Linked DNA regions of Mus musculus: region 1 is linked to region 2. The links are chromatin contacts, called in public Hi-C maps. All regions are on one chromosome and are shown on one strand. The core of a region is the stretch at or near the end of the contact, and the rest is flanking DNA. Distances in the headings are between cores, read along the strand shown. Region 1 overlaps Klhl18 (kelch-like 18). Region 2 holds the start of Elp6 (elongator acetyltransferase complex subunit 6).

The links. Hi-C and Micro-C count contacts between places; a contact is called where the count stands out from the background.
Region 1: a Hi-C map of the G1E-ER4 cell line shows a contact between it and region 2, with 3 times the contacts expected there. The contact joins the enhancer-like site here to the promoter of Elp6 in region 2. A contact is called at or near these places in 1 of 484 Hi-C or Micro-C datasets (the G1E-ER4 cell line) and 3 of 9 other capture datasets (adipose tissue, liver and pancreatic islet).

What each region holds. Positions count from the first base shown.
Region 1 is chr9:110,447,293-110,450,929 of GRCm38.p6, forward strand. Klhl18 (kelch-like 18) reads right to left here. Exons shown (of 10, transcript NM_177771.5): 3 at 3,428-3,568. Among named protein-coding and RNA genes, the nearest start is that of Klhl18, 28 kb to the right of the region's middle. Within about 2 kb of position 1,854, at least 65 of the 459 cell types and tissues checked have an H3K27ac peak or open chromatin away from gene starts, as enhancers often do. A contact at or near this core is called in the G1E-ER4 cell line, where this site is marked.
Region 2 is chr9:110,303,465-110,307,041 of GRCm38.p6, forward strand. It overlaps Elp6 (elongator acetyltransferase complex subunit 6), which reads left to right and starts at 1,728. Exons shown (of 7, transcript NM_001081381.1): 1 at 1,728-1,885. The coding sequence starts at 1,832.

The DNA of each region.
Region 1 (3,637 bases), core at 604-3,103, 140 kb after region 2:
CATTACACATTTTTTTAGGCAGAGGGAGGCTCCATGATCTAAGAGTTCAAAACCCTAGGAACAACAGCAGAACTCCATGCAAGCTGGCCCATGTCCTTCATGTCTCTCTTCTCTGCCTCCAGTCCCACAGTGGGCATGCTGGGATGTCCAATGTGTACCACTACATGGGGCTTTGTAGTGGGTTCTAGACTCAGTTCTTAGCAGCAGCAGAAACAAGAGGGACCCTGCCTCAACGATATGAAATGAGATTCCATACACCCCTGAAAGCTGTTCTCTGACCTCCATTCATTTGTGTGGCATGCATGCCCCTCTCCAAATAAATAAGTAACATCAACAAGCACACACCAGAAGATAAAATTAAAAGTAAAATTTAAAAGTAGCATTTTCAGACCAGTGAGATAGTAGATGAAGGAGCCTGTTGCAAAGCCTGACAAGAACCTCAGCTCAATCCCTGGGACCCACACAGTGGCTATCCTCTGATCTCCAGATGTACAACATAGCACGTGTGCACTCATGTAAACACACACATGCATGCACGGACACGAAACACACAGGCACACACACACACACACACACAGACACACACATGCATGGAACAAACAAAATGAATGTAGGCAAAAGCACTCAGCACAGTGCCTGGCATGAAGCTGGATGCTATTAAAGTTCCTATTATATTTGCTTTCTTACTCTCAAACAAACCGAGCAGGATTCTGCAGTCTTTGTGACAGAGTAGACTCTGAGGGATCCAATTACCCAGCTTTCCTGTTCCCCTCTAGAGTCTTGGTTGCCCTGGAACTCTCTATGTGGTCTAAGAAGTGGCCTCAAACTTGAGGCATGCTTTTGCTTCAGCCTCACGAGTGCTTCGATGACAGTCACAAGTGACAACATCTGGCTCCTCAGTGGGTTCTCTGAGGCCAAGGAAACAAAATCCCCGTGGAGCAGCCGAGACTAGACAGCAAGGAGCAGGGGGCTGAGCTGAGGAGAAGTGTCGCTTAAGAGACGTTAAGCTGGTGTAAGGCAATGAGGATAGCTGAGCTCCCACAGCGGGTGCCTCACTTGGGGCCCATCCACCCAACCGCACACACCGGGAGCTGAATGGAGCCCACAGATGATGGGGCAAGGGTGAGCTCGCGCCTTCTGCTCCCCTCCCCACTCTCTCCAAAGGTTAGGACCGCTGCATGTACTTTGGTCAGCTTGATATAACATGGAGCACTGGTCGTGCCTTCCTGAGTGAGCTGTGCTACTCCACCCCACAGGAAGGAGTACGGGAAGGCAACCTGCGAGGCCGCAGATGGGAATGGCAGAGAGTGGCCTCACAGGCGAGACACCCACTCAGGATAGAGGTAGGAAGGAAGCAGAGACCTGTGTCTTTCACTAGCTCCTTCCACAGCCGTCCGCTTCACTGACAGCTCAGTTTTGCACGTAAGGAGACTGTCAGGGTATCGTGCTGCGCTATTGCAGACCTATCTAAAACAGAAAAGGAACTGCTGGGCTTTGTTGTTGTTTGAGTGAGGGTCTATGTAGCCTGGAGGGAAACAGGAGAGCTGGGGAATTGGATCCCTCAGAATCTACTACATATGTACCTAGAGGTGATATGTAGACCAAGTTGGCCTCATCCAGCCCCACCTGCTCCTGGATGCTGGGACTAAGGATGTGTGCCACCTTGTCCAGCGGCTCAGCATCTAGAAGAGAAAATGCCTTATGACAGATAACGTCTGGTGTTGCAGCGATAACCTCAAAAGCCCCTAGGTGGCACTGTTGTCCTCTGATGAAAGTGTAAAGAATAGCAACTGGCAGCACCCATTGCATCTGCAAGTCATTATCCGTTTGTGTGTGTGTGTGTGTGTGTGTGTGTGTGTGTGTGCGCGTGCGCGAGTGTGTGTGTGTGCTTGTATCCCTCCAGCCTCCTCTAGAGAGTGTCCTAAGGCAGGGACAAGGCTGGTCCTGGAGCTGCAAGGTTTCCACCTGCAACACATGGCCTCAAGGTGAAACCATTTGCCCTGCAGCTAGCTGAGGTGCACCTCTACATTTGAGGCATCACTGCCACAGTTGTGTGTCAGTGTGCACATGACAGTGCTCAGTGATGCCCACGGGCATCAAATAGGTAGGATGTGGAGACCCTCCAGGGGCCACACACACTCTCAGTGGGCAGGACTGGTGGAGTGGGGTGGGAAGGGGAGGTCAGCTCTGAGAGGATGATGTTCTTGAGCACAGGGCTCAGGTGGAAGGCACGTTGATCATCAGGCTAAGCATGGAGACTGGACTTGGAAGAACATCAAATGCACACGGGAGCTCTTCTGCTTCTTCCATGCCTGTGTATGGCCCAGCCTAAAGCTCACCTCCAAATCTCTGGTGATTAAATGGCCTTTAGCTTATGACAGAGCACTGTCCCCTGAAGGGAAGGAAGAGCTTATCTGATCAGCTAAAAGATCACAGAAGAACCCAGGAAACCCCTTGCCAGGAAGCAGAAACAGTAGGAGTATAATCCGCGGTCATCACCCTAAACGACCTCACAACGACGGCCTCCAGTGGACAGACATAAAGGTGGGATCTGATTGAGCTGCGTATAAAAAGGGACTCATGTGGGTTAAGGATCTAAACAAACATGGAGATGGCTATGGAACAGTTCGAATAAATAAATAAACAAATAAATAAAAAAAGCAAACAGTGCCAAATAAATCAATGTTAGTTTGTTGAGAAGTTAGCTAAGTTATGAGCAATGCTAAATGGATACAACAGACTGTATTTAAATGTGCACACACACACACACACACAAAATGATAAAAGAAAAAGAAGTCATTATTTAAGAGGGTCTTGGGGAGCACAGAGGAGAGGGAGCCGGGGAGCACAGAGGAGAGGGAGCCGGGGAGCACAGAGGAGAGGGAGCTGGGGAGCACAGAGGAGAGGGAGCCGGGGAGCACAGAGGAGAGGGAGCCGGGGAGCACAGAGGAGAGGGAGCCGGGGAGCACAGAGGAGAGGGAGCCGGGGAGCACAGAGGAGAGGGAGCCGGGGAGCACAGAGGAGAGGGAGCCGGGGAGCACAGAGGAGAGGGAGCTGGGGAGCACAGAGGAGAGGGAGCTGGGGAGCACAGAGGAGAGGGATGGATGGAAATGATGTAAATACAGAACACATTAGAAATTCTCAAAAAAATAAATTTAAAACTAACAACAAAAAAGGGGGGATAAATTAGCTAAATGAACTGCTGGTCAGATTGAAAAGGGATGGTCACAAAGAGTCTATGCCATGCCACAACAGTGTATGTAAATGGCCAAACAGTTGGGTCCTGCACAGTGCTGATCCCAAGAAATGCCATCTTTACAGAGTAACTCCCAGCTCGTTGTTCAAAACACTGCAGACACACCATTAACTCAGCAAGGTGGCAGGGGTTTCAGGACAGAGCACGGCACCCACCACCTGCTTCGCTCACCTTTCTCGGAGGAACGTGCAGCAAGCATCTTTGATGCTCTGCAGCTGCAGGAAGCTTGCCCCCATCAGCAGGGACTGCACATTCTGCTGGTCGATAGCAAGGTTGCCATTATAAGCAAAGTTGATGAGAGCCTCCAGGGCACTAGAAGGAAGAGGAGAAGCACGAGAAGCTCTTCAGAGATGAGTCTTGGCCCACCGGTCACTCCGTCCT
Region 2 (3,577 bases), core at 478-2,977:
TCGGGTGCAGTTGTATTTCCTTTTATTCCTTTCTAATTATGCCTTTTGAGTTTATAATTATACCATCCCCCTTCCCGTTTCTCCCTCCATATCCCTCTCCTGGCTCTCTTTCACATTCATGGCCGATTTTTTTTCATTGTTTTTACATAACTGTATGTTTCTGTATATAACCTCTGTATATTTCATTATTTCATTTACTTGTTTATTTGTTGTGTTTTTGTTTTGTTTTGTTTTTGTTTTTCTGTATAGATCTGGCTGTCCTAGAATTTGATCTGTAGATCAGGCTGGTCTCGAATTCAGAGATCTGACTGCTTCTGTTTCTTTTTTTTTTTTTAAAGATTTATTTATTATTATATGTAAGTACACTGTAGCTGTCTTCAGACACACCAGAAGAGGGAGTCAGATCTTGTTATAGATGGTTGTGAGCCACCATGTGGTTGCTGGGATTTGAACTCTGGACCTTCAGAAGAGCAGTCGGGTGCTCTTACCCACTGAGCCATCTCACCAGCCCTGCTTCTGTTTCTTAAGTGCTGAAATTAAAGGTATGTGCCACCACCACTAGCTTATATTTCTTTCTTCCTCTTCTTCCTCCTCCTCCTCTTTTTTGTTTGTTTGCTTGCTTGTTTTTTCGAGATGGGGTTTCTGTGTTCGCCTGGCTAGCCTGGATTCACTTTGTAGACCAGGATGGCCTCATACTGCCAGAGATCTGCCTGCCTCTGCCTCCTGAACACTAGGATTAAAGGTGTGCCCCATAACGCCCAGTTCCATTATTTTTATTTTTTAGAGGTAGTTTCACAAAGCTCAGACTTGCTGGCAACCCTCCTGCCTAAGCCTCCTGACAGCTGAGATCACAGATGTTGGCAGCATGCTTTTTATGTTGTTTTTGATGCTAGGAAAGAACTCTTCAACTGACCTGTATCCCTCTGACTTTTCTTTTTTGTTCTTTTATTGTTTTAGCAGAAGGCCGAGGAGGGCCTTGCTTATTTAAAATAAAACTATGCATACGTTTTGATGGTATGTATAGGTGCACCACTTCTATGCTTGGTACCCTTGGAGGCCAGAAGAGGCTATCAGATTCCCTGGGACTGTAGTTACAGAGGGTTATAAGTTGCCAAGTGGATAATGAGAATCAAATTAGGGTCCTCTAAAATCTTCTGAGTCCCCTTAAATTTTTTTGTGTATATTGTGTGTGCATGTGCTGCAGAGCCCAGAAGAGGGCGTCGGGTCCCCTGGAGCTGGAGTTACAAGTAGAGCAACCCAATGTGGGTGGTCTTCAGAGGGAGGAAGAAGAGCGTTTATTCCCTGAGCCATCTCTTTGGCCTCCTGGCTTCTGCTTTATACAAAAAGCTCTTCAGGATGTAATTCTGTGCTAGTAAGGTTTGTTCTCTCTTTTTGCGAAGATCCTGCAAACATTTCTCTATGTGTTCCATGTATCTAGCCCAAGTTTGTGAGCAATACACTAGGAAGACGTGGAGCAACTAAGACCCGGAGGTGCGGAGGGAGGGGGAGCAACGGAAAGAGAAAGCTCGCCTGCTCGTGCTAAATCGTGAGGGAGCACCAGCACTGTGTGGACCCGCACCTACTGAGAGCAGCACAATGGTCCATTGCCCGAATGAGAGATCGCTCTAAGGCTCAGCTTTACGAGCATACGTGCTCACGCGCTTGCGCAGCAGCAGCAGCAGCATCACAACCCCAAGCCTGATTGGCTGACTCGAGTCCGGCAGCGAGATCACGCATGCGCGCTTTCTCGCGCTCGCGAGCACGGTCTTGTGGGTGCTGTTCTTGGACCTTCATTCTTTCTGTAGAACCATAATTTTTATCCCAGTTCACGATGTTTCCGGAACTCAACAACCTTCTCAGCACCACCCCAGACAAGACCGAGCAGGTAAGATGTCGTGCGGACCGGAAGAGGGCAGGTCCCGGGAGCGTGCAGGATTGCATCCGGGACGCTGCGCGGTGGAGTAGGCGCGTCTGCCGTAAACCGAGGGCATCTGGGAGTTGTAGTCTGGAGAGGGCTCGCCGAGGCTGCAGTCGCATTCCTGGGCCTTTGGAAGATGGGTTTCTGGACTATCTTGCGTGTTCGCTTCCAGCCCCAGGACCATGTGCTCCGTGCCACACTGGCGCCCAAAGATGGTTGCAGAGCAGGCCCTAGAGGAGATCCTTTTATCTGTCCTGAATCTCCTTCCACCATGGAACATTTTACAGGTTGCACGGAACACTGCTTGCACTCTTCCTAGTTCTGATGATATCTGGTTGCAAAAAGGCCTCAGCATATTCCATCCCCTCTGTTTTTCCCAACCTCCTCACTCTCCATGGAACCTCGAAATGTCTTTCACATTTTCACTTAGGGGTTACCTCTCCCAGGAGTATATCTGTTTTATTCTGTAATTTGCAGCAAACACACCACATATGGAAAGCTTTAAATAGATCTTGTGGATTTTGGTTGTTTGGTTGCTTATTTGTTTTTTTTGTTTTTTGAGACAGGGTTTCTCTGTGTAGCTCTGGCTGTCCTGGAACTCACTCTGTAGACCAGGCTAGGCCTTGAACTCAAGAAATCTGCCTGTCTCTGCCTCCCAAGTGCTGGGATCAAAGGCGTGTGCCACCACTGCCCTGCGATCCTTCTGGGTTTTATTTGCCTAACAGTTCTTGACTGTTCAGACCTCCAGTTCTGACTACTTTTCTAGTTGCTAGGGCATTTCCCAGGTCCAGAGTGACAGCAGGAAGTGACCACTTTGGGTGGGAAATGTGTTTCAAGGCCAGGCAGTGTGATTTGGCATTTTATATTGGGGGGAGGGAGGAGAGGGACACAGCTGAAACCCAGAGGCATTGGACAGGTTTTCCCTAGGTTGGTACAGCATTGAGGTGGTGTGTGACAGCCCTTGGTCCCAATGTTGTCTGTTACTTACAGAACTACAGCAGGTAGTTAGGCAATGCAGAGACCATCTTCATAGGGCTTTCCAGCGATTGCTGTGATAAGAGTCCCGTCTGAACCACAGTCACTGGGAGATCTTTGTCATCAGAGGCCTTGTCAAGAATTGGGCCAGGGGATAGAACAGTGGATATAGGGCTTGGCACCAAGTATAGAAGTGGAATTTGGGTTCCAAGAACCCACGTCAAAGCCAGGTAGGCAAGAGGACACCTGTCATCCCAGCACTAAAGAGGCAGAGGTGGGATCCCTGGGGCAAGCTGGCTGGCTGCATTAGTTCAGATTGCCTAGTCATTAAGATTCCCTACCTTGATAAATTGGAAAGAATGGAAAGCGGCTGAAGAAGACACCCAGCCCCGACTTCAAGTCTCCCTACATGTGTGCCTGCACACACATGTCCATGCACATGCAGACACAGATACCACAACCACAAACCCAAAACTAAAACCGTTTTTTTTTTTTCCCCTCCCCATTCACTGTTACAGACACAGACGCCAGGGAGCATCTTAGGGCCTAAGACACTACTTAAAACATCGTACAATTAGGTGTGTGGTGGCAGGGGCAACAACAGGCAGATCTCTGTGAGTTCTAGGCCAGCCTAGAACAGCCTGTAGGGTGAGTTCCTGCCTCAAAACAAACAGAACAAAATAA